Linked DNA regions of Mus musculus: all the other regions are linked to region 3. Evidence: chromatin contacts called from public Hi-C, capture Hi-C and promoter capture Hi-C data. All regions are on one chromosome and are shown on one strand. Each heading gives the region's core, a stretch centred on a gene start, on an enhancer-like site or on the middle of the called end of the contact. The rest is flanking DNA. Distances are from core to core; before and after follow the strand shown. Region 1 holds the start of Clec4a2 (C-type lectin domain family 4, member a2). Region 2 holds the start of 1700063H04Rik (RIKEN cDNA 1700063H04 gene). Region 3 holds the start of Foxj2 (forkhead box J2). Region 4 holds the start of Clec4d (C-type lectin domain family 4, member d). Region 5 holds the start of Clec4e (C-type lectin domain family 4, member e). Region 6 holds the start of Mfap5 (microfibrillar associated protein 5).

Evidence for each region. Promoter capture Hi-C pulls out the DNA fragments that hold promoters and counts their contacts. Hi-C and Micro-C count contacts between places; a contact is called where the count stands out from the background. Capture Hi-C pulls out chosen DNA fragments and counts their contacts.
Region 1: a capture Hi-C map of macrophages shows a contact between it and region 3, with 2.6 times the contacts expected there. The contact joins the promoter of Clec4a2 here to the promoter of Foxj2 in region 3. A contact is called at or near these places in 1 of 39 promoter capture datasets (neutrophils), 1 of 115 datasets of contacts at active chromatin or transcription factors (bone marrow-derived macrophages) and 2 of 9 other capture datasets (liver and macrophages).
Region 2: a Hi-C map of the G1E-ER4 cell line shows a contact between it and region 3, with 2.5 times the contacts expected there. The contact joins the promoter of 1700063H04Rik here to the promoter of Foxj2 in region 3. A contact is called at or near these places in 1 of 39 promoter capture datasets (pre-B cells) and 2 of 484 Hi-C or Micro-C datasets (the G1E-ER4 cell line and erythroblasts).
Region 4: a contact with region 3 is called in a capture Hi-C map of macrophages, with 3 times the contacts expected there. The contact joins the promoter of Clec4d here to the promoter of Foxj2 in region 3. A contact is called at or near these places in 8 of 39 promoter capture datasets (the C10 cell line, the HPC-7 cell line, HPC-7-derived erythroid cells and 5 more), 4 of 484 Hi-C or Micro-C datasets (the HPC-7 cell line, bone marrow-derived macrophages, myeloid progenitors and 1 more), 4 of 115 datasets of contacts at active chromatin or transcription factors (the HPC-7 cell line, bone marrow-derived dendritic cells and bone marrow-derived macrophages) and 3 of 9 other capture datasets (adipose tissue, embryonic stem cells and macrophages).
Region 5: a promoter capture Hi-C map of the HPC-7 cell line shows a contact between it and region 3. The contact joins the promoter of Clec4e here to the promoter of Foxj2 in region 3. A contact is called at or near these places in 4 of 39 promoter capture datasets (the HPC-7 cell line, embryonic stem cells, macrophages and 1 more), 2 of 115 datasets of contacts at active chromatin or transcription factors (the HPC-7 cell line and bone marrow-derived macrophages) and 1 of 9 other capture datasets (macrophages).
Region 6: a promoter capture Hi-C map of adipose tissue shows a contact between it and region 3. The contact joins the promoter of Mfap5 here to the promoter of Foxj2 in region 3. A contact is called at or near these places in 3 of 39 promoter capture datasets (embryonic stem cells and stem cell-derived epiblast-like cells), 1 of 115 datasets of contacts at active chromatin or transcription factors (memory CD8 T cells) and 2 of 9 other capture datasets (adipose tissue and pancreatic islet).

The regions. Positions count from the first base shown.
Region 1 is chr6:123,121,923-123,126,119 of GRCm38.p6, forward strand. It overlaps Clec4a2 (C-type lectin domain family 4, member a2), which reads left to right and starts at 1,394. Exons shown (of 6, transcript NM_011999.4): 1 at 1,394-1,747; 2 at 3,048-3,164. The coding sequence starts at 1,666.
Region 2 is chr6:122,389,485-122,393,543 of GRCm38.p6, forward strand. 1700063H04Rik (RIKEN cDNA 1700063H04 gene) reads left to right here and starts at 1,895. Exons shown (of 2, transcript NR_152109.1): 1 at 1,895-2,047; 2 at 2,540-3,203. RefSeq lists an enhancer at 3,121-4,059.
Region 3 is chr6:122,818,652-122,822,743 of GRCm38.p6, forward strand. Foxj2 (forkhead box J2) reads left to right here and starts at 1,533. Exons shown (of 11, transcript NM_021899.3): 1 at 1,533-2,319.
Region 4 is chr6:123,260,642-123,264,981 of GRCm38.p6, forward strand. It overlaps Clec4d (C-type lectin domain family 4, member d), which reads left to right and starts at 1,466. Exons shown (of 6, transcript NM_010819.4): 1 at 1,466-1,721. The coding sequence starts at 1,694.
Region 5 is chr6:123,287,517-123,291,600 of GRCm38.p6, forward strand. It overlaps Clec4e (C-type lectin domain family 4, member e), which reads right to left and starts at 2,355. Exons shown (of 6, transcript NM_019948.2): 1 at 2,196-2,355; 2 at 1,378-1,473. The coding sequence starts at 2,232.
Region 6 is chr6:122,511,659-122,516,198 of GRCm38.p6, forward strand. Mfap5 (microfibrillar associated protein 5) reads left to right here and starts at 1,926. Exons shown (of 10, transcript NM_015776.3): 1 at 1,926-2,074; 2 at 2,683-2,742; 3 at 3,690-3,725. The coding sequence starts at 2,685.

The sequences.
Region 1 (4,197 bases), core at 144-2,643, 300 kb after region 3:
AAAGAGTGTGCATGGTGGAAAACTCACTGTGGGACGTTACTGTCTATTAAGGTAACGAGAATATCCATGCCTGGTTGTGGATGGCCTGACATTGGGTGTTAGCAGTCAAGTAGGATGAGGAGTGTATCTATGCACAGAAGGCAGAAATGGTGTCACTTTCAGAGAATCGTGAGGTGAGAATGCTGTCTGCTTGGTGGGATATCTCTGTGTCGCTGCTTGGTACCTTCCAGGGTGTTGAGAGTTTCTGCCCATCAAGGTGACCTTGGTGGTGTGCTAAAACCCAGGGAGGCTGAGTGGAGTCTTCCCAGAGATCAGCACCAGGAATGAGAGCACATCCAGCTTAGGGGACATAGGCTTGACCTGAGGTTTGGAGTCCACCCAGAAAGTACAGGCCTCTAAGTGAAGTGTGAGCAACATTGTGGGAAAGAGATGGGAGCATCCAAGAGATTATCACTTGGGAGTTTGAGATAGAGATAATGAGCATAGATTTGTTTTTACTCATAGATGTAGATTAGAAATGCCAAATTTTGGAAATAAAACGAAACCTGTGGCTTTACATTAAAATGGGGGTAATAGTGTTAACCCATGGTTTTCAGCATGTTTGGATATAAAAGCAAAAGAAAACCAGTAAATACAAACTCTCTCTCTCTCTCTCTGTGTGTCTTATGCATGCACATGTTGTTTGATTGTTATGTGTAGTGTAACATGGAAGTAGCTAGAGGAGATTCAAAGAAGGGAAGTCTTTGGAAGAACTGAAGGCTGAGCATGTGGCTGTGAGCTGGAAGATGTCTGTGGGAGTGACTCAAATGATTCCATCTCCAGCAGCTCAAGTAAGTGTCCCCTCTTGTACTCTGTGATCCATTTTATTCTCTCAACTATTCCCAACAGTGCAGTGAACATTTAAAGCATGAGCTGAGGAGGGCTGGGAGTAAGGGAAGAGAGGCACAAGGAGAGGAGAGAGTCCAACCACTGCTACTATCCAGAGCTGTTTCAGGAGCTCTGGGCATGTCCAGTAGCAAAGTGAGTGGAGAGTCCCCATGCAGGTAGTTATGAATCTATGGCAGGAGGCAGAGTGCTCAGAGGAGCAACTTCAGAAGAAACAGAATGTGAACTTTGCCTTCCCCACACTGGTGGCAGCTGAGAAAAAAGTGGGAATCCACACAATGGTGAGGGCTAATGGTCCACTACAATGTGGTATCAAAATTTTCCTGTTCAGTCAAAATCATCGTTGTGCCTTAAGAGTTTGCTTATGTTGTCTGGTTTTCCAGAAACCACATTTGCATATAGAAGTGAGTGAATTTATGTGTGCTGCAGAGTGTTTTACAACAGGGTTCTCTAATAGCATGGTTCCTCTTTCTCCTCCTTCCTCTTTCTTTCCTTCCCCCTTTGAGTTCCCACTTTGCAGTACTTGCATATCTTGCTGAGTGGGTTTGAGGGCTACAATTCTTATTTTCTTATGTTAAGAGGTTGCATTTCCCTTATCTCGCCCTGGTGATTCTATGCTGTGGTTTCTTGTTCTCATCTCGTTTATCCTAGTGAGACATGTCTCTTCTTTCATACAACTGTGCAATATGACAACTTATCACAGTGATTGGTTCTCATATACTATAGAGCCTTAGAGAAGGAACAAGGCTCTCTTCTGACGGAGGAAGATTTTTTCTTGATATGGCTTCAGAAATCACTTATGCAGAAGTGAAGTTCAAGAATGAATCCAACTCCTTGCACACCTACTCAGAATCTCCTGCAGGTAAAACAAAACAGAAATCCCTGTCTGTACTTAATGTAGATGGGAGGATAAAGGAAATGTCATTCTCAAAGTTAGGTGGTATTTGTGAATGATTTTTTGAGTGCTCCCATCTGGTATTTTACTGGAGTCTCAGCTGTTTAACTGTAAATTGACTTGAAGAGCTGTAGAGTTGTATAGTGGGAAGGAAAAGCTTTCTTGGCATGGTTTTTTTCTTGTTATTTACAAAAACTATACCTTGAATCTTGCTGTATTTCCTGCTCTATATAAATGAACATAAATGCATATATTTTTCTGAAAATTAAATCATATTGTTTAATAGTGAGCTCTCCCCTCTACGCTTGACAGAATTTTGTAACTTCATGAAAACTGTTTCAGTGTTTGGAGCTTTTATCCTGAAGGAACTTTTTTTTTTCTTTTATACGATAGATCAGAGCAAAACCTCTCACTTAATAGGCAGTTGCTCCGCTAAAGTTTCCAGCCATTTGAGAGTGGTTATCAGACTGACATTATGCTCAAGAGGTGGACTATGATTAGAAATATTTATCTCTTATTATATATTTGTCTTTAATATTTGGATAGTCTGGAAGTGATTTAAATATACAGTACTGCAACCACAGTAAAGAACACTATGAAAGTACAGTGACCTGAAAATATATTTATAATACTGATGCAAAGAAAAGTTGTAGGGCAGGTGGCAATGTTTATGTTGTGTTATCATGTGAGAAACATATTATATATACGTACTTTAACACTTGCTAAAAGGTTCACATGTGCTCTAATTCCAGCATTCATGAAGCAGAGGCAGGAGGATCACTGGAGATTTGAAGCCAGTCTTGTCTACATAATGAGTTGTAGACCATCCAAGACTACATAGAGAGACACTAGCTTCTTATACCTTTCATCACCAAAAACAAACAAACAAACAAACAAACAAACAAACAAATGAATGAACAAACAAGCCAAAACAAAAACAAACCCAACCCCCAAAACCACACACAAAGAAACAAAACACTCTATGAAAAACATTAATAAAGTATTTTTGTAATATATATTTACATATATTTGTATAAATGTGTACATGTAAGTATACACACATATATGTATTCAAAGTATTTTTTCAAATCTCAAAATATTAATACCGGTTACTTCAACAGTATAAGTCTGTGCATTTTTTATTGTTTTAAATGTTTCTGCTATTAGTAACTATGTGTCATGGAGGAAAATGAAGAAGAGGAGGGTGGAAAAGAAGAAACAAAGATAAAACTTACTTCTCACGAAATGAATGTGCTTCTCCTTCTAGCTCCCAGAGAGAAACCTATCCGTGATCTAAGAAAGCCTGGTTCCCCCTCACTGCTTCTTACATCCCTGATGCTACTTCTCCTGCTGCTGGCAATCACATTCTTAGTTGCTTTTATCAGTAAGTATCCTGCACACATCAATGGACCATGTCTGCCTTAGATGAAGAGAGGTTCCACTCTAGCAGTTGGCATTTAATGGAAATATGAAGAAGAAATATTCTTCATGGAAAATTAATACAAGGGATTCTATTGTGACTTCCCCTTTGTCCTTAAATTTAATTATTGGGGAAAAATGGAGTCCACTCTCAGTATAGAAACTAAATCACACTCGTGAGTGTCTGTGTGGGGCTGTCTTTATTAGACTGGGAGGTCAAATCTACATTTTCTCATTGGCAGCAAGGTGTCAAACTGTATGTGTATAGGGCTCCTTCATCTAATGTGAGCTTGTAGACAAGAAAGAGCTAGGAAGAAATTGTCCAAGAAGAGTTCTTCAGCTAATTCCTAGCTGCTTCTGTCTTGTCCAGTATTATGAGAAATCTAAAAGCAACCTGAGCAAATGGGTGGATTTCTGTTCATCAAAGATTTGAGAATGTATGAAAAATTTAAAAAAATGCATGAAAAGTCACATATTTAGGATGCTTTACTCATTTATTTGCACACTCAGAATAAAGTAATAGTAATAATATAGTAATAGCACACATTAATGTATTACAGATGATGTATCAGACCAAGTCCAGGAAGAACACAGACTCTGTTCTCAAGAAATGTAGAGGAAAGTTAATGAATCAGTGTCAGCTAAATATAACGGCAATCTCTTATTATCCCAGCTACTTAGGATGTTAGATAGTAGGACAGTAAGTGTGGAGCTAGCCTGGGCTATGTAAAAAGACTATATCTGATGAAAATAAACTGGGGTCTGCAACATTGTTTGGGAAGTGTTGTATTGTGATAGCTTTCCTAAAATAGGTGACACCTAGAACTGTGGGTACCAAGAATGTCACAGAGGGATGAAACTGAAGCACGAGTGGCTGAAATACACAGTGCTAAGTGAAGAAGAAATGAGATTTCCCTAGGTAGACACAAGCAGGATGTAGAACATGTGCTGTGCACCCATACAAAACCATTTATTTCTCTTAAAATGTGTTCTTTAAT
Region 2 (4,059 bases), core at 645-3,144, 430 kb before region 3:
TACACACCTTTAATCCTAAACAATGAAGGTAAAGTTAGTTTGTGGAAGGCAGTGCCCATGTTTGAAAGTGATGCCTAATTGAATAGCAGACCAAGTGACAAATCAGAGAAAGATTTGACAGAATAGGATACACCCAACTCTCAGGAGAACAGACAGGAAAGAGAGCCTACTTAAGAGAGAAGTGCAGAAAAGAAAAAGGGGAGAGAGAGGGGAGGAGAAGAGAGAGGGGGTGGGGGAGAGAGAGGAGTTTTACAGAAACAGGTTAAAGAGAAAACAAGCTAGATACAGCTGAAGACAGAACAAGCCAGAGAATAAGAAGAAGCCAGAAGATTAGAACATACTGCCAGAGTTGGCTTGAGGTCAAGCAGAGCAATTCAGTTGGTTCAATAGAGTTCAGAAAAAAAAAAAAAAGAAAAAGAAAAATCTTGCGCGCGCTCGACTGGCCAGGAAGAACGACGCTGCAACAGGATCCTTCTGCACACGTTTATTGGGAGAGCTTGATTGTAGAGGCGAAAGACCCTGAGCCCAGAACTGGCGCTGCTTACATAGGCCTAGGAGAGGTGTATCTCACATCTGATTGGTTAACTTGTCTTGGCAAAAGAACCTTCACTGCCTATGTATGTGTGGTGGCCAGCAGTAGCCAACTGCCACTCTGCAACTGCCACTCTGCAACTGCCACTCTGCAACGGCTTCCCACAGAAAAAAGAAAGGGTGAGCTCACTCAGCAGTAAGTCTCAGAGGTTGGAAACATTCTAGGCCTAGATAAGACTATACAGAGGCTAGAAGCTTCCAGGACTAGGCCTAAGTTAACACAGTAAGCCTCAGAGACAACAATTACAACAGGAGACTAGAAGATACTATTACAAAATATTTTTTAAGAAATGGGTAGGACTGGTGAGATGGCTCAGTGGTTAAGAGCGCCTACTGCTCTTCTAAAGGTCCTGAGTTCAAATCCCAGCAACCACATGGTGGCTTATAACCATCCTTAACGAAATCTGATGCTCTCTTCTGGAGTGTTTGAAGACAGCTACAGTGTACTTACATATAAAAAAAATAAATAAATAAAAAATATTTTTAAAAATGGGTAAACACATTAAAGCAGACTAGTTACCTGTCCTGTGGTGAGTCCTTGTCCTGTCATAAGTACCAAAAGCTCTCCTTTCACCCTCAGGATATTCCAGGTTGGATGGATTTGTTTGGACATCATTTTTGAGTCTTTGCTCATTTACTTACCACATAGCCTCGGAAGGAAAGGAGAGAGGGAAATAAACGGGAGGAAAGCAGAAGCAAGCACATGGAGCAGGAAACATGGAGGGAGGTCTCCAAGCCTGCCGGCTTCCCAGCCCATCAGCCCTCGCTTCCCCAGCTTGACAGGTCTTTGCACCATCAGCGCACAGGCAGCTGGAGGCCAGATAATCTGGCCATGAGTCTACGGGCACTCACGATCACGTGAGTCTGAACCCGAATGATTAAAGAGATAAAGTTCTGGAAAGTGGAGCATGACAGCACGGGCCTGTAAACACTCCTCAGCAGGCTGGGTCAGGAGCTCGAACCCAAATCCCGGCTGGGTTACAGAGTGCGTTCAAGGCCAGTGGAAGCAGCTTTGTGGAGACTCCATCTCAAAATAAAAAGCAGGCTGGGAGGTGGGAATGGGATGAGAAAGGATAACGGGAGGTGGGAACGATAAAAATGTAGTCATGTATGGAACTGTCCAAGAATAATATAAATTAAAACCAACAAACAAAAAAGTAGAGCGTTTGGTTAGGGGGCTTGAAGCCGTGTGCTCAACTTACATATGAAGGAAGGAAGGAAAGAAGGGAGGTGGGAGGGGGCAGGGGTGGAGAGAGAAGGGTGGTGTGAGCATAGAAGATAGTGCTAGGGAAACTCGGGGCCTGAGACGCCAACATGGCCTCTCCCAGGGAAGTCCCGTATGCTTCCAATTTAGGGACAGCCTTGTGGTGTGGGCCCGAGACTCCAGGGCTGCACAGCTTCTAGTATCCCCATTCTCATCCCGATGCAGTCCTTTAGATAACTGAAGACGGTGGAAGTAAGGATTCCCCACGAATGACTGAGTAAAAGCAGCGTCAGGTCAACCAAGAGTGGGCAGAAAGCAGTCAGCCCAGGCGAAGCCTTTGGAATGGGAGGTTGTAGACTGTCACAGCCTTCCGCTCAGTGATGGCACCGGGAACTGTGGCCTGGATCACCCTGATCCCCAAGAATCTAAGTTAGGTCTGCTGGGTGTGGGGGGAGCAGCAGCGCCTTGGAGAGGACTGATCTGCAAAAGGAAAAGTAGAGGCGTCCGCACCCGAGAAAAGGGGTGTCACGATTATGTGGCTGGTGGGGTGTCACGATTATGTGGCTCTTGGCTTGTCAAAAATGGGAACGTAGTCAGTGTTTTTAAGCATCAGTGTGGACTTAGGGTGAACATGCAGTGTGCGTGCGCTTCGTGGATGTGTAGTTTGTTCTCCGGGGGTGGGGCTGGGGGAGGAGTTCCTGACACTGAGATTTTCCAAAAAAAACGATTCTGACTTTTCTGCAGACTCTATCCCATCGCTTACATGAAACTTACTGGAATCAATTCCCACAGCCAGGTCTCTGGGAAAGACTTGGAGTCCTCTGAGAGCCCTCTGTCTGCGGGCGATGGCGATAGCGATGCCAACCCAGCCTTCGGGGCAATACCGCCATCTGCTGACGAGGCTAAGAAGAAAATACAGGAAAACAAGACTCCCATTATGATCTGGGAGATTGGTAAGAAATTCAGAGCCAACCAGAGAACTCACTCATACAAAGAAAAGGACCGCCACGGAGAGGAGAAGTCAGAAAGGCCACCGGGGAAGTACGGACAAAGAGTTGTGATCAGAGACTGAACAGATACGGGATCCAGGCTTCAAAGGCTCTTCCTGGAGAGATATTCTGGAAATGTCCTGCATCTACGACACAGAACCAATCTGAAGTGGCAGACTCGGTCTGAGAGCAGAGCTGGTTTTCAGGGTCCAGGGTCCCACAGCTTACCTCCCTGAGTGGCAGTGCTGTCGAGTGGAGGGTAGCAACTGCCATCTCCTGGCTTCTTGACTTTGGCATCTAGTAAAGTTTTCAAGTGCATGTCCTGACCATAGAGACCAACAAATGATGCGTCAATGTGCCCAATGAGGTCTAGCTAGCTCAGCCACAAATGTATTAAAAATAAAGATGTTTATGCTTTCTACAAGCGTTAGTCACTGGGTCCTCAGAATTTGACCATTCTTTAAAGTCCTGAACTCACAATCATCTTATCCACCTCTAGCTCTGTCATGACTTCAGGAGGTGTCGAGAGGGGGGTGAAGAGAAGGAGAAGGAAGAGGAGGAGGAGCAGGAGGGGGGAGACCAGGAGGACGATGGGGGTGGTGGAGAAAGAGATTTCAGCATAGATCTAAACACCAAAGATTTTCTAAACGGCAGGTACAGTGTGACAACCGACTTTGATGCTCTCTCCACACTGCGCGCTGAACTTGCTTTGCCTCCAACTCCGGAACACACACGAGATCTTTCTCTTCACCTAACTCCTTCCTCCACCCCCACCCCTTCTTGACAGGGTTTTTCTTTGTAACCCTGGCCGTCCTGAAGCTTCCTTGTTCTGTTGCTCTGTAGAGCAGGGCGGCATCGAACTCAGAGATCCGCTCGCCTCTCTCTGCCTCTCGAATGCTTGGTCCAAAGGCGTGCGCCACCGCTGCTCTGGCCCAACTCATTTTTTTACTCTTCTCTACTCCCCTCTCACCTGATTGCCAGAGCACATCTCCATGAAGAACTGCATTTCGTCAGCTGTGACAGCTCTGCTGGGAAATGGGCTGTGGATGATGAGGGAAGGGGGCGGGGGCGGTCTGGAGGTGAAGGTCAATGAGAGCAGGAGCCTTCCAGGCCGGAAATAGAAGAGAGATGGCGGAAACAAGAGCCACATGTTCACCTACACAAGCCATTCTACACACACCTCTGCTCTGCTCAGTCTGCTGAGGCCTCGGGGTCCACACTGCCTCGAAGTCGCTCCTTATCGTTAGCATTCTCCTCCAGTTGTCTCTGTGCATA
Region 3 (4,092 bases), core at 283-2,782:
TTTTCCCAGTTTAAGCCAACAATGTACTAGAGGTTTAGACCCTGGCTCTAAGGCCATTTGGGTTCAACACCTGACACAAAGTAACACTACGAATTGCATAATGGTGCGAATTACATGAACTCAGACACAAACAATATCTTCAAGCTGTAGTTACACTCTAAAGGCCTGATACTGCTGCATGGAATTGCCAGTAAGAATCAAGTGTGATAACACACGGAGAGTGTGAAGCCTTAATGCAGACGTTGTATGTGTAATGTGGTTATATGTACAAGAATGTAAGTAAATGGCAGTAGGCATATATTTAGCCAGAAGACAAATGACATCTCTTTCTACAGGGAGTCATCAAACTGTCATCTTTTTGAGCAATTCAAATATCAAGTGAACAATTTCTTTTGTCTTATCATTTTATAATAGAACACAATTGGAGAAAAGTAAGCCAGAGGGTGATATACCTAAGAGTTTGTACTGGAATAGCATGACTGGGGAGGTAAGAGATGGGCTAACCTGGTTCTATTTCCTGTCCCAGGATGGAGATTATTCTGTAAGAAGTAGAGGGATGTGCTGAGAGCCCATTCTATCTCCCTGTGGCACTCAGGATAACATAGTCTATAGAAATGTCACTTGACTTTAGCACAAAGGTAAAAAAAAATGACATTTTATAAGGGAAATGAATAATCATGCTTTGAACCCTTTGTGTACTAGACCATTTTAAAAAGCAACTCGTAAATCATTTCCTTTGGTGACTGCGACATCCATATTAGTAGGCAGGCCAGAGTATCATAGTCCCTTCTTCACAGGCTATGCTTCCAGAAACTAGGGCCTTGCACAAGTTTGCAGAGCCGAAACTAACACAAGACCCCATTTCCCGATGCTCATTTCTCTATAACAGACTCATTTATCTTTTTATACATCCTCGATCCAATCTTTCACTGACCTCCAGGATAAGAGTAAACTTTAACTTCACGCCCGGCCCTATAACCCTTTATAAGCTGTCTGGAAGAGAAAGAGAGGAGCCATCAAATGCGTTTCTGAGAAAACTGGGAATACTTGTCTTAGGCGTAGACCACAGCACAATGAGAGGTGTGTGTGGCCCTTAGCGTGGACGCTGGCATCGCCAGTGCCCGGGACGGAGGGTCGGCGACCCGTGGGCTGCGGGGCTCCGCGCTCCTCCTTAACCCGCGCCGGGAGGCGGCGGCCGCGGCGGCGGGAGGGGGAGGGGCGCGGAGCGCGGCGCCGAGGCCGGGGAGGAGCCGGGGCCTGCAGCGGAGCTGAGCCGAGCCCGAGCCGAGCCCCGACGCGCTCCGTCCGCCTGCCGGCTCCTGGCTGCCCCGACCGGTCGGAGCCTCAGAGGTGGCAGCGCGGGGAGCCCCACGCTCCGGGAAGCGCGGCGGACGGGGGACGTGACCCGGGAGGCGCTGCCGCCCGGCAGCGGGTGACGGGAGCCCGGACCGCGGCCTCCGGGACCCTGCTGTCCAGGCCGGCCGGCCAGGCGGGCGGGAGCCGGAGTGCGAGGACCCCACCCTCGGGACACCCTGTGCCGGGACCTGCTCCCTCTCCCTTGGGAGGGAGGACCCTCCCTACTCCCCGGACAGCCAGAAGAGATCGCCGCAGGGCACGCGGCTGTCCCTCCCACGGTGGCTCCAGCGGAGACCCCCAGAAGTCGGGAAGGGTAGTGAGACCTGAAGGACCCGGAGTGAGACCTCCCTCACGCCTCAGCGCACTCCAGACAGTTTGGGACTTTTGAGGCAGAGAGAAAGGGAGCCATGCCTGTGGAGTAGGCACCCCGCATCCCACCCGGGACTCACCGCGGAGAGGCGTCCTGATACGCACAAGCCAGGACCCTCCAGGGAACCGCCAGGAATTGGTTCCAGTTTGCTGGAGAGTAGAAGACCTCGCCCCTCAACTTCCGTGCACCTAGACAGTGGACCGGGGCAGAGCCCCTCCACTCAGATCTCCAACTGACAGAAAGAGCCCTCAGCCCCTGAAAGATCCAGTTTGGGGGGGGAGGGGGATTCCCCCAAAGGGGAGGAGACAACTCCTGGCTGGGAGAGGCTCCTCCCCTCCTCCCTAGGGTAGCAGGCAGGGGGTGGGGGGTGTGCCATCTTCCCCAGGTAGGTCCTCCCTCTCCCCCTCCTCCTCCTTCGACTCCTCTTCCTCAGGGGACTCAGTTCCCTGCTCCAGCCTGGGAGGCTCCGCCAGGCACTGGAAGAGTCACTGAGGATGCCACCTGTCACCTGCCTCTGAAGAGGGGAATCCCTGCAACCTCAAACTTCTGTACCAGGTGGTTTCCTCCAGCGGCGGGGGGAGCCTTGGAGACAGGTTAGTGCTTTCCGTTCTGTAGTCTTTAGACACCAGGAGGTGTGGGGAGCGGAAATGGTGGAGCTTAGGGTTCATTCGAAGGGAAGAAGAAAGACCCCTGGGAAATGTCTTCCGATGGAACTTTTGCACTGGAACCCACATGTTGCTTCAGAGACTCTGAGAAATGGCCTTTTAAGATTTTGGAGTCCAAAGGGTTGGGTCATTTGCAGCCCCTAGAGAAGTTGATGCTTTGGACTGAGAACAGACAACAGGTGCGTTTTCAGGACGCCATGGTGTTAGTAACTCAGGACACAGCACAGTCAGAATCCCACAGCACTGTCCATCTTTGGGTCTTGTCCTCTGGTGACTGGACCTGCAGTAAATGACCTGCAGTCGTGGGGGCATTTTATGGATTGTATTGTATCGTCCAGGGCATGCCTAAGTCAGTTTAATATTCAACAGACGTCTTCTTTCCAGTCTATTACAATGACTGCTTGCCTGACTGGCGACAGGTCCCCGCCCACTCTGTCTTGGATACCAGGAGGGAGGCCCCTTTTGACAACCCTACTTCAGGCTGGATATCTGCCTCTCTGTGTAAAATCCAAAGGGAAATGCGAATGCACATGTCCTGGAATGAGAAGGAACTGTCAGGGCAATGCACCTTGGTGGGCTGGAGTCTTCCTAGATACCAAATCTGCCTTAGTCCCCTCATGTGTCCTGCCATTCGCTGGAAAAATCAGCTGAATGGAGGAAGAGAAGAAGGTGCTTCCTAGCTTCCTTCCACCCGTCCCTCTATCTTCATGAGCTGTCCACCAGGGAGGTCTGACCTCTGAGGAGTTTATTTTAGAGTTTCCTCCAGGAAAACACCTACTGGTCTCATCATCTCTCTTCTTGCTTTTTCGTTTAGTTCTGGGTCCCAGGAACCTTGTGTTGAAAATTTTCTTCAAAATCAAAAATCTTTAGAAAGAGCAGGAGAAAACGTGCTAAGAAATCTTCCTGGTTGAGCCAGAGTGGCATTTGTAGCAGAGCTCTGATTTTTCACCCGAGGTCACTAGCTCGAGACCTGCACTTCCTGTCTGGTGGTTGGACCATGCCTCGTCTTCTGTGTGGAGCTTCCTCCCCTTAGGTTTTCAGTCTCTGCCTCCCTATACGGGCCATGGGTGGCTTGCCTGTGTTATCCAAGTCTTTGCCTGTCCACTAGATCCTTGGAAGATACCTGTCGTGGTGATGCGCCGAAACAGGACTGTGGTCCACAGGTTCAATGGCTGGCCTGTAGAATGATGTACATGTTCCCCAGTGGGAATGACTGTGGCTTGCTGTCTGGGTTTTGAGTATGTACATGGAGAAGACTATCCTGGCGGTTTTTTTAGACTGTGCTTTGATCCCTTAGAATCATTTCTGGCAGGCCTGGAGAAGCAGGAGACTCTCTGCCAAAACCAAGAAGAGATGAGCGTGCAGACAACCAGTTGGGAGAAAGCCTAGCTTTCCCCCTCACCCACCAGGGGGAATTCCCGTGACCCCCTCCTGAAGTCACCCCAAGCTGCTTGGCAGGCCTTTCCCAGGTTGGACCTGTTTTCTTCCAGGACTGGTAGGAAAGTTTCATCGTGGGTGCCTCCAGTCTTAAAAGATGACGGTCCTGTCCTTAACTTCCAGGTCTAGAACCGCCTCTCCCACTTTTGAAAGAGGTGTGCCAGCCGTGGCAGTGGTCTGTTCCTTACAAAGCACTTTATCAGATGCTAGAGTGCAGCTTCTGAGGGGCACAGTGTGGGCTGTGGTGTCGCTGCTCCAGGCAGA
Region 4 (4,340 bases), core at 216-2,715, 440 kb after region 3:
TCATCTGCCCACAATCGCTTGCCTTATAATTTCTTGTATCTGTTATTTAATTTTACAAAAACAAAACACTATATAGCTATACTGGAAATATGTATGTAGTCTTCATTTAAGAAAATAATACATATTTTAATGTGCATAATCATAATTATTTGATGAATGAGATCCATTGAAAACGGATGACATCTATAACATTTATTTATGTTTTATGACATATGAATTATTTATTCTCTGAATAATTGTGAATCCATAGTGAGCCTTATACATTCAAATAATAATCAAATATTTCATTGTCATAATGAAATAAATTATTTTTGTTAACTGAAGTTAAATTTGTTTTTGGAGACCTATCAAGATGTCCATTTTGCCTTTTACCATTTGTAAAGATTTCTTAGCTTAGAATCTGATTTTCAGTTTTGTTTCTGATTTTGTTGCTGCTTCCCCCTTGATAAACTTGCTGTCTGTTATCTAGGAAAATTATGGAATTTAGCCAACAGGCCCATCACTTTGCTAATTTTGACACAAGAATAATACACAATAAGAACTCAGATCTTACTTTCTCCAAGCCTCCTATGACGCTAAGGAAAAAAAAAATCAGGAAAGGTGTTATATGCTGTACAATAGACTTTAAGAAACATTTCTAAGCTGCTGGGTATTTATGATAATTGAGTTCAGACACAACAACAGTGCTATAGATGCATGGTATATATTTATTCTCATGAATATATGGGGGCTATATGTGCAAGGTCTCTTTGTGGTGGGATCCCTTCTCTAAGCTTGGAGAAGGCTGCTCTCTTGCTGTGTCCCAGTATTCTAGAAGGGGTTGGGGAAAGGAGAAGGAGTAAGGAGAGGGTAGAGGAGAGAAGGGACTAGGGAGAGGGGAGAGGAGAGAGGAGAGAAGAGAGAAGAAAGAGGAGAGAGATGAGACGAGGGTGAGAGGAGACAGAGTTCTAAGCATGGTAGTTTTATCATAAGGACTCCCCACTTACGAACTTAGCTAACTCTAGTGACCTCCCTGGGTTCCACCTTTAAACACCAACAGAAGTGTTTATGGCTTCAACGAATAAAGTTTGGAGGAACACAAATGTCCATTCTTTAATAATCCTGTAGGTGGAACCAGAGATCACAATAGTGTCTATCATACAACCTTTTCTTCCTTTGCCGTAACAAGCCTACTTTCACTTACCTGAGAAAATGTTGAAATCTAATCAGTGGCTTCACCAACTTCTTCCTCTGTTCTAAAGCAAAGGATTTCATGTCTTTACATGCACCATGTGCACAAAATCTATGTTAAAAGCTTTGTTCATTGTTATTTTGGACATATTTCATTGAGCTAGAGAACTTTCTAAGCCTCATTTTACCTCAAACTACCTTTGAAAACATGACATATGAGTAGCAAAAACACATTGAGAAATCTTACATGACACACTTCTGGAAGTTTTTACTGGCTTTGGGGTTGCTTTCTCAATTTCCTTTTCCTCTTTGCTCCCTGTGTTCTAGTACATTAGAGGAAACTCTGTTTTTAAGATTTATTCTTTTTCACTTGGCTCTCTTGTACTGAACACTTACTGATCTTACCAGAATAAGACAGATGTATTGATGTCCAATCTTAAATGTTTCTGAAGAGATACTTGTGATGGAAATATACACTCTGGGCAAGAAGTAAAAAGCAGACTGGAATCTCTTGACACACATAATGTGGCTGGAAGAATCCCAAATGAAATGTGAGTCTCTCTCTTTATCTGTCTATCTGTCTATCTGTCTGTCTGTCTGTCTATCTATCTATCTATCTATCTATCTATCTATCTATCTATCTATTTATCTACCTATCTATCAATCATTTATCCACCCATCCACTTCCCCCTCCTACTTTCTTTCTCTTCTCCCCTTCCTTTCTTCCCATGGTCCTCCTCTTCCTCCTTGTCTTTCGCCCCTCTTTCTCTTAACTCTTCCTTCTTCAAGATAAAGTTTTGTTACGTAGCACAGGCTGGTCTTGAATTTTCTGTGTAGCCTGGGATTGCCTCAGACTTGACCTCCTTTCTTCCAACTTTTGAGGGCTGAGTCTTTAGTTGATATGTGATCATGCTCAGCCCTTTTCACATTTAACTAGATTAAGTACTCATGACTATAATTTTAAAATGTGAATTGATGGCAGTGTAAAGATTTAAGAAGAGGGGTATTAGAACACAATGAGGATGGCCTTGATGGAGACAAAGGACATGGCTGATTCCTGGTAAGCTGTGTAACAGATGCTAAGACCAAGGAAAGGAGATCCTAAAATCAGATAGAAGCAAGAGGGGAGATAAAGTATATTTTAAAAAGAAATGAGATAAAATGAAAAGGAGAATTAAATACTTTGGAAGATTCCTTTGACAAGAAGAGAGAAAAATAGTACATAGAACATATAGATGTAGGCTCATAGTATGCCAGAGACTCTCCCTGGTTTCCCGATTGATTTAAAGGATGCTACTGGATCTGCACTGTGAGACTGTGAAATAATGCTTTATTATAGTAATTATATTATATTACTTATAAGCAAGCTATTGATACATCTTTTGGATAAGACATGGCCATTGCAGCCATGAACTCCTAGTAGCTATTGTCACCTGCACAAGACTTGGCATAAGATTAAACTAACAAGATCAGTCAACATTCCAGTAGACAGCACTTAGTGGACTGAGTGGATTACAGAGACAAGGCAGCAAAGGAGAGAACGTGAAAAGGGAAGTGGGAACATGTAGGGGATTCCTGGGGATGGGAGGGGGAGGGTGAGATGGGGGTGGAGCTTGAGGATGGTAATGATCAAGATACAGTGCCTAGATGTTTGAAATTACCAAGTAATAAATAAAAGATGTTATAGTAATAAATACATTGGAAAATGTTAAATTATGCTTACAATTTAAATCTTGCTTAATCTCACCAGTCTACTAGAGCTAACTTCACCAGGACCATGCTCTATCAAAAAACCTGGTTGTTTTGTTTTCTTGTTTGTTTGTGTGTGTGTTTGTGTGTGTGTTCTGCTTGCTTGTTTTTGGTTACTATTTTGTGTTGGAGACTGGAAGCAGTGTCTACCACATGCTAGAGAAGTAAGTGCTCCACCCTGAGCTATACACACCCAGCCCTTTCTTTATTTTTAATTTCTTCACAGACTATCACTGTGTATCCTAGGCTAGAATTGAACTCCTTTCATAACCCAGGTAGCTCTTGAATTTGTAATTCTCACCTCGCCTCCTGAGTAGTTGGCATTATATTCCTGTTGCACCAGACCTGGCAGAAAAAACAGTGCAAGAATTAATTTTTTTTATACAAATAAATTCAGTTATTTCTGGGTCATGGAGTTCTAGACTGAAGTTGTTACAGCAAATGTAGTGCATTTACAAATGGATAAATGCTGGGCCAGCAAGGTGGCTCAGTAGGTGAAGGCACCTGCCTCAAGCCTGAGGACCCACACAGTGCAGGGACAGAACAAACTGCCACAGGTTGTCTTCTGACTTCCACACGTGCACCAGGACACACGTGCACACGCACGTGCACACACACACAGACACACACACATGGACACACACACAGACACACACACACAGACACATACACAGACACACACACACACACACACACACACACACACACACACACAGAGGAACATACATAGCTAAGAGTGAATAAATGCTGCTCATTGATGTTTCTCCGGGTTTACTTTTCCTTTCTACACTCAGCAACACAGCCCTCTCTCTCTCTCTTGAGTACTTTATCTCAGCCATGCCCACACTGCACGCTTTCTTTCATTACGCTTTTTGAATAGATATGAAAATCTTGCCACACTATTTTAGTTCATAGTTCCTGGATGGGGCATACTTTCATTTTGTTTGGTGACCACTTAAAATTTCAATAGATTAAATTTGCTGCTTATTGGTTGGACCACCCAGTGCTCCCAGGGCATAGAGCACCAACCAAGGAGTGTACAGGGAAGGGGGGGGGGACGGGGTGGGGATCCAGGGCTCTAGATCCAGATATATATGTAGTATACCATGGCCTTGTCTGACATCAATGAGAGGGGAGGCTCTTGGTGTTGTGGAGGTTTGATGCCCCAGCGAAGGAATATGTTGTAGCAGTGAGGTGGGAGTGGGTAGGTAGGTGAGGGAGCACCCTCATGGAGGCAAAATGGAAGGGGGAGAGGGCAGATGGGATGGGAGGGCTGTGGAGGAGTAACCATGAAGGGGGATATCATTTGAGATGTAAATGACAGGAATGATTAATTTTTTTAAAAAAATCACAAGAAATGTAAAAATAAATTATGCAATAAACTGAAAAAACTTATTGCTCATAATTTACACAGTATTTTA
Region 5 (4,084 bases), core at 1,105-3,604, 470 kb after region 3:
CACCTAGAACACCTCTCCATAAAAATGAGGCATTTCAGTAGCCGTAGCTTTCAGCCAATGACCTTTACCTTCTCTGGATATTCTCATGCTCTTCTCCAAAACTATATAACCCTTGGCTCATCCTGAATAAAGTCTATGCATTCAAATCCACCTCCCACAAAATACTGACAAGCTAAGATTGTCTCAGAGAGCTGCTTCATTAAAGATGTCAGACCCGTAACACTAAGATTCTTAGCAAAAGCCTTCTCCACGCACACATAGCCGACTTGATCCCAACCAGATGGGGATCCTGCCTGTTCCAGACTCTGCTTCAATCTTTCAGCCCAGTCTGCAGCAGCGACTGATAGGGCCAAGGGAAGAGGCAGACTGTGGACCCCACGCTTTCAGGACTTTGCCCAGCCCTCTCCAAGCCAGTGTACCAGCAGCATCGGGACACCTTGAGGGGAAAGGTGGAACCAGGAAGCGCAAATTAATATAGTGTCAAGTTGCCATTTATATATTTGTGTTTATGTCCATAGATGAATAAACACAGCGCAGCCTCCATCGCAGAGCCTGTCATGGTGGTGACTGGCAGAGGATGAAGAAGTACAGGACTACACAAGGTGCTGAGAATAAATAATGGATAGTGTTCATCTCTAAACCAGATATTAATCACCCATTTTATGGTGTTGGGTACACTGCAGAAAAGGGAAAGAATGTAATAGCCTGAATAAAAGGCGAATAGTTGGGAAAACGGCATCTTCTGGAGAGGACACAGCTATTACAATCACAAACCAACAGGCCTGTGCTGGGTTTGCCAAAGAATGGTTGGAGAAGGGTACGTCTTCTGTTGGAGTGCTTCCTATTGATAGATTCAGGGAGTGGGGAAATTGCTCCTTTCAATTGTGTACTCTGAATGACCCTATCATTCTCCAATGGATACCCTCCTCCAATGGATGTTCTCCCCCAATGGATGCCCTCCTCCAATGGATACCCTCCTCCAATGGATGTTCTCCCCCAATGGATGCCCTCCTCCAATGGATGCCCTCCCTCTGTGATCATACAGATGGCCCATGTTAAACCCAACTAAACTAAACTAAACTAAACTAAACTAAACTAACTAAAACTCATGAAACTGAGAAAGGAAGCAGGTGGGGTTAGTAGTGAAGGGAGGTACATAAGAGAGGGTGTGAGAGAAAGAGTAATGGAAAACATTATATACACATATGAAACTGTTAAACAACAAAGTCGGTCAAGAATAATTAAATATAGCATGCACAAAACTTTATTAAAACAAAACCAAAAAGCCTCTTTATAGGAAAAGTGATGCACCAAGCAAGAATCTACTGCTAGTGTTTGCCATGGAGAGACAGAGTGAATCTGATCATCAGAACCCACCGACACATCTGGTGATGAAACAGCCACTGAGAAACAGGATGGAGGCCCCGGCTATCGTCCAGGAGAGCACTTGGGAGTTTTTGAAGCATCCTCTCTCTGTAGGAAGAAGGATAAAATACACAGTGGATCTTCCCAAAGCAATATACGAACGAGATTTGAGTTGACTTTATCTTTACTCCTTCCTGTTTTCATTTCATATCTACCAGTCCCCAGGCTTGCCCATGCATCCGTGCCCTCTGGAGACTGTTGGTCCTCACCCAGAAAGCTAACAATCCAGGCGAGCCGTGTGGAAGCCTCTGCTTCCGGCCGATGTTAGCCTGGAAACCACACCTTAAGAAGTCTGAGCTTTTCATTTCTACTCTCCCCATTTAAAATGCTTCTGCACTTTAAGGACTGCCCTCCGTGCTTCCTCCCTTTCTTCTCTTCTCATCTTACCTCACTTTCTCCCTTTGCCTTTCTAGTCTTTCTCCTGCTGGGCTCTTCTCAGCATTTCATTTTTAAGCTTTTTGTAAATTAGACCAAACAGTTGGCAGCCATGCAGTAAGTACTTTCTTATGCCAGATATACATTTTACAGACAATTCGAGTAAATTCCACAGAAGTGAAGGACTTGCTCAAAGACATTCAGAGTATCACAGAAGGTAGAAACAGTCAGCAGGCAAGCTCCTCCCACCTCCCTTGGCCCCTTCTCCCAGACTCCTCAGCAAGAGCTCTGACCTTTCCTCTCTTTTGTTTTGTTTCCACCTCAGTAAGTGCTTTTCTATCACCCTAGCCCTTGGCAAACTTCTAAGAGAGTCAAGGAGGATGCCTAGATTGTACCTGTGTGGTGGGATGCAGGCGATTTGGTTGAATTCATTCTTCCTTTTTCCTGCCTTTCTTCCTTTTCCTTCTCTTCTCAGTTTAGAAAGAGCCCCTGGAAAGTGAGTCTTGAATGGTGAATCCTTGGCCCTCTTTTTAAAAGTTCAAGACTAACAGACCGGATAGCACAGTATGTCAACGTGCTTTATAGATGTGCAATTAAGTCAGAATTTCCTCTCTTGCACAAGGACAAGGAGTTTAGTGGACACCACGCCAATTCTCACTCCAGACCACAAAAGAGGAAATGATGAAGTATATGCTAAGCATCAAGAGAAATGGCAGAGAGGCCTGAAAAATATATCTGTGTTATTTTAGTTGGTAAATGCCTTACTTTTCTCAAAGTCTAACTTGGTCCCGATTTTCCTTTGGCACTATGTGCCTCAGTACCACATTCTGAATTCTTGTTGTTTTTTGTTTGTTTGTTGTTTCTATCAAGTATACATTTGTTCACAGACAGGAGGCTGAGAGCCTCTAAATTATCTCTGCCCACACCACACAGCTGGGAACATAATGTGCATATTTACAAGTTGGCAATGAAAGTTTTCTTTAGGTCCTTTCTGTTCCTCTTCCTTTACCAGCTCTTAGGTGCTCACTGTGTGGAATCTGACCCCTTTACCAAGATGCTATCCACTGGACTGTTTTATAGATCAGCCACACATGCCTTTGTGAGTCAGTTCAGTTTCTTAAACTGACACACAATGTCTAAGGACTCATTAGGTACTTTAATTCTATTTTTTATTTATTTGGAAATTTTAGAGGAGGAACAGATTTGAGTGTCAGCAGAAGCAATTTCAGTTAGACAGAACTCAGTGTTTGTCTGGAATGTGAGCTTGATATAGGATGTCTTTCCTTAACTTCCTACAAGTTTTCTAAAGACTCTTTAATGTCTGTAAAAGTCACACTAGTATCAGCTGTCTTGAGGTTATGAGTGTCAGGAGATAGAAGTGCTACACATATGACTTGGTAATCCCCGTGTTTGATGAGCCAGATTTCCTATGTGCTACACAATATTTTTTTTGCCTCAAGGAAACTTTCTATTATTTCCACAGATTGGAAATTTCCCTCAGAACTTTTTATTTTACAGACACGTGGATTTTTTTCAAGTATCTTGAAGCATATTTTAAAATTGATATGGCTTGGTTGAGTTGTCACTGAAATTTCATATGTAAGGCTTTGCTCCCCAGAGAAGAGGCTTTGTGGATGTATAGAGATGAGCTCTTGTGAAATGGCCATAGCTTCAGTGGCTTTGAAAGAGTCTGAACTATTTCAGTCTTCAATGGTTTCTTGACTTCTATCATGGTGTGCCATCATTTCCAAGATCCAAACCATGGGGTTACCAAATCCTTGACCTGATACTCCAGACAAACATGCCAAAAGAAAACTTTATTTCTGTATCATTGGTCTTTTGTGTCTCAAGATTCTTTTTGTAGGCTAGACTAACTTTTGAAACCCATAAGCAATGTAGGTTTTGCTATCCTCTAGGTCTTTTTCCTAAGTTTTTTCCTTCAAAGTCTAAAAGTTTTCACTGTAGAGTTTTATGTTTGTTTCCTTGGTTGGGTTTATTTCTGTTTTTAAAATTATATATTTTCTTTATTTACCATCTAAATGTTGTCCCCTTTCCTGGTTTTCCCTCTGAAAACTCCATTCCCTCACTACTCCCCCTGCTCACTAACCTACCCACCCCTGCTTTCTGGTCCAGGAATTCCCCTACACTGGGGCATTAAGCCTTTTTAGGACCAAGGGACTCTCCTCCCATTGATGAACAACAAGGCCATCCTCTGCTACATATGTGGCAGGAGCCATGGGTCCCTCCATGTGTAATCTTTGGTTGGTGGTTTAGTCCCTGGGAG
Region 6 (4,540 bases), core at 676-3,175, 310 kb before region 3:
GGATCTCTGGGAGTTCAAAAACAGTTTGGTCTACCTAGAGAGTTCCAGGACATCCAGGGCTGAGTAGAAAGACCCTGTCTCAAAAAAGAAAACAAATTGATATGTCTGATAGTATCCAGCCTACAAAAAAGTTTGTAGAGAAACAACCCTCTATCCCAGGACACACATCCTGACAACACTTCTTGAGGAAGAGAAAGCAAAGCTAAAGTTAAGTCACACCAAACAAGGCCACCATGGAAGACACTTCTAACTAGGTAGACCTGGCTACCTCCCTAGTGGTGTACCCCAAATACTTGCTGTTTCTCCTGGCCAAGTGCTCATGTTCCATCTCCCCTCTCCTTCTCTCTCCCAGTCCTTCCTCCTCCTTCTCCTCCTCGCCTCTCCTCTCTTCTCGAACCAGGTAACCCCAAACCCACCTACCTGTAATCCCTCCAGTAATTGACTGTAGCCAATTTTATTTAACCAAAAGTCTTAAATTAAGGAGCAAGGTTTGCGCAACAAAAGCTTGTGAACCGGAGAAGCCACCACTCATAGGCCTAAACCTTTTGGTACAGAATTTAGATTTACAATACACGGCAACAGACCAAACTTCAACAGCAGACCAAGGTGGCCTCACATCCTCCTGCCTCTGCCTCCTGAGTGCTGCCACTTTGCCATGCTCAGTCCAAGGCCTTCCCCCACCCCCCACCCCTCTTTTTTGTTTGTTTTGTTTTGTTTTGTTTTTGAGACAGGGTTTCTCTGTGTAGCCCTGGCTGTCCCGGAGCTCACTCTGTAGACCACGCTGGCTTTGAACTCAGAAATCCAACTGCCTCTGCTTCCCAAGTGCTGAGATTAAAGACCCTGCTGTCTTCAGAAGCTTTTAAAAGGAAAAGTGAATTAGGCCCTCATGTTACCTGTATGAAAGGAAGTTCTGGTTTGTTTCAGCTGTCTTCTCATTGTTGTTTTTCAAGTGAAAGTTTTGTTTTGTTTTGTTTTGTTTTTAGAAGATGTTTAGTGTTAGGATGGTTCAAATGTAAAAAGGAAGATTCTTAATCTTTTAAACACGAAGTTGTATTAGTAGAAACTTGTAAATTAGGTGCTAAATAAAATATCAAACCCACGAAGACCAGGGACTTGGTAGTGTAAGCCTATAATCCCACTACATGGAAAGCTCAAGATAACCACAGTTGGAGGCTAGCCTGGGCTATATGACCAGCTCCAGGCCAGCCAGGAAGACAGAGGCTTGCAATGTATCTCATTAGGATGCTGGTTTGGCCGGCATGGAGCCCTGGGTTTAATCCCCAGCACTCCACAAACTAGGCAAAGCGCCCCATGCCTGGGAAATAGAGGCAGGAGGATCAGACATGCAAGCACATCCTTACACCACCAGCAGCATAGGGAGTTTGCAGTCAGCCTGTCCAACCTGGGCAACCCTAACTCATACAAAGGAAAGGAGGAAGCAGGGAGGGGTGGACACAGGGGAAGAGGGAAGAAAGGGGAAGAGAGGGAAACGAGTAATGATTCAAATAGAGAAGAATGCCAGAGAGAGAGAGAGACAGACAGACAGAGAGACAGAGACAGAGTCCAGTGAGATTAGGGGGAGCATGCTTGGGGGGGACAGGAACCCGAGGCAGAAAGGCAAGCTGAGCCCAGCAGTGACAGGGAAAGTGGACTGATGAAAGGAGAGCAGATGTTGGGCCGGCCCTGGCCCTTCGAGGGAGCAGTGAGCTCCCTCTCCAGTGTGGTCATAACCTTTGGAATGAGGGTGTGAGTGACTGCAAATTCCCATCTCCCTTCTCATTCCAGCCTTATTGTAACACTGCTTTCTACGCCTCTCTCTCTCTCTCTCTCTCTCTCTCTCTCTCTCTCTCTCTCTCTCTCTCTTCCCCTCCCTCCCTTCCTTCCTCCCTCTCTCCCTCTTTGCTCTGCCCCCCCCCTTCATTGTTTTAGAATAGGCCAAATGTGAAGTCTTTCCAAGGGTGTGGCTGTGTTCATCTTATTCTCCAGCCCAAGTAGAACAGCAGAGAAGCGTGAGAAGGACGGACACACTCAGCAGCCAGAGGCCACCGGCAGACAGATCGCAGCTCTGTAGACAGTGAGTTGTTTACAAAACTATACATTGAGAATGTCTGTGTGTGCATGTGTGTGCTAAAGGGTGGAGAATGTCCCTAACTTAGAATTGAGCCCTCTCCATTATGTGGGGAACTCAAAGGAGAAGGAACACCGAGATCAGCAGATGATATTGGAAAAGACACAGATGCACCAAAGGTAGCTTAGATATTAGGAGTGAAAGAGGCTATGGGGCAGGGCCAAGGATGCCTTAATTAGAATACCAAAGGTCCTCCCTCCTTGTTACATGCCTGCATTCCAAGCTAAAAGGTGGTGGATTGAGAAGAGTGGGGTGGCGGTGGGGTGGCAGGGGTGGAGGGTGGGGGAAGTGAAGCGAGTCCAGGAGTTCAAGACCAGCCTGGGTAGCATAACTAAACAACTCAAATTTAAAAAGATATTTTCTGTAGAATGATGGTCGTGACAGTCAGAGGGACATGAATGTCGGATGAGAGAAAAGGAAGGGTTTGAGCTGTACAAAGAAAGCAAGGTTTCCGGAGTGAAAATGGGAGAGGGGGATGCAAGCCAGACGTGAGATGTTGCTATCTCTCGGCATCATGGTCTCTGCTTCTCTCCCATCCTCCACCCATCTCCTAGATATGCTGTTCTTGGGGCAGAAGGCCTTGCTGCTTGTCTTGGCAATCAGCATCCCCTCTGGTGAGTCTTTCTGTCTTGACTCTTCTTTCCCTAACACATCAGATTCTTGGTTCTCCATGCCCATGGGGTTATCTATGGGTTAGATGGGGGTGGGGCTGAGAGTGAAGGGGCGTGGCATTGGGCTATGGGTTAGATGGGAGGTTGAGACTGAAGGGGCGTGGCAAGAGATGTCTTGTGTTGACACAAAGGTGAGAGTTTGCAGGTGGTGAGAGCTAGCCTCGGACTTAAGGGTGGTTAAGATGATGTGAAATTACAATACAAGCACTTATTAATCCCTAGAAAAGAGTTGCATATTGATATATGACTCAGCAAATACCAAAGGAACAAGAAGTTACATACACCTACAGAGACCACCATACGGGAAACTGGATCCCCTTAAGCCCCTTGAGGGAAAGACCACCTAACACTTGCTCCGGCGGACGCACAAAGATTTACATACATGATGGAAGTATATGCTACGTGTACGCACAAAAGGAGTGCAGTCGTCGCAGGTAGCATAGAATCCAGCTAAAGGATTGGCTATAGAAAGCAATCTTGGATGCTGAAGAAACGCTACTGTATTCCCCCTCCTCTTTCTGCCAGATGCAATCCCACAATTGGCTTGCCCAGTGGTGCAGCTGATTCAGGGGCTGTGGGCCCGGGCAGGACACGCTAAAGAGCCTGCCGGGTTCCTCTGTGGCCCTTCTTGGGAATGAGATCAAGAGGGGGACCTGAGTCAGGGCAGAGCAACAGTGGGCTTTGTGCTCCATAACTTGTCTTTGTTGCGTGGTTTCTAATGCTTGGTTAGTTTTGTGCATAGCCTTGTGCTCTTGTGTGGAAATATATAGGGACAAAGACAAATCACAAAGACGATATGCAACAATATCTCCATTGTATTCTGGTTCATCTCATAAAAGTGTTGTGGTGGAGAAAGTTGGAGTTATATCCATTTTCTTTCTTTTTGACAGACTGGCTACCCCTAGGGGTCAGTGGTCAACGCGGAGGTAGGTGAAGTCTTCCTTATGGGTTCAATTGGGGTTCTTGCCAGGATTACATAAAGCAGTACTGAGAATCTGTTTTAGGGCCAGGCAAGATGACACATGCCTGAATCCCAGCACTCAGGGAGTAGAGGCAAGCAGATGGAGTTCGGGGCCAGCCAGGGATTCATGAGACACAAACAGTCAAGAATCTATTCTAGAGCTGGTTGTAGTGGCCCATGCTAGTAGGATTTGCTGACAGAGGCAGGGAGATCATGGGTTTGAGGCCAGCCTGGGCTATACACATTTTGCCAGGTGGTGGTGGCACATGCCTTTAATCCCAACACTCAGCACAGGCAGGAGGATCTCTGAGTTCAAAGCTGGCCTGGTCTACAGAGTGACTTCCAAGACAGCCAGGGCTACACAGAGAAACCCTGTCTCAAAATACAACCAAACCAACCAAACAAACAAATCTGTTCTAGAACAGAGAGCTACACTGGCAAGGTGTGAAACGTGGAATCAACTTCAGTAGTACCCACAATCCCCTTCAGTAGTACCCACAATCCCCTTCAGTAGTACCCACAATCCCCTTCAGTAGTACCCACAATCCCCTTCAGTAGTACCCACAATCCCCTTCAGTAGTACCCACAATCCCATCATCCCATTCATAAACCTGGTCTCCTTTTTCGGTCTCACTGAAACATCTGTGCTAAGATGCTTTCTTGCCAGCCTCTTCCTTTTGCTCTCCTCTGCACATTTTTTTTTTTTACCCCATTCAAGACAACACAAATCAATCCTTATAGGAAACATTATTACTATATTATTATCTGCGATCTTTTTTT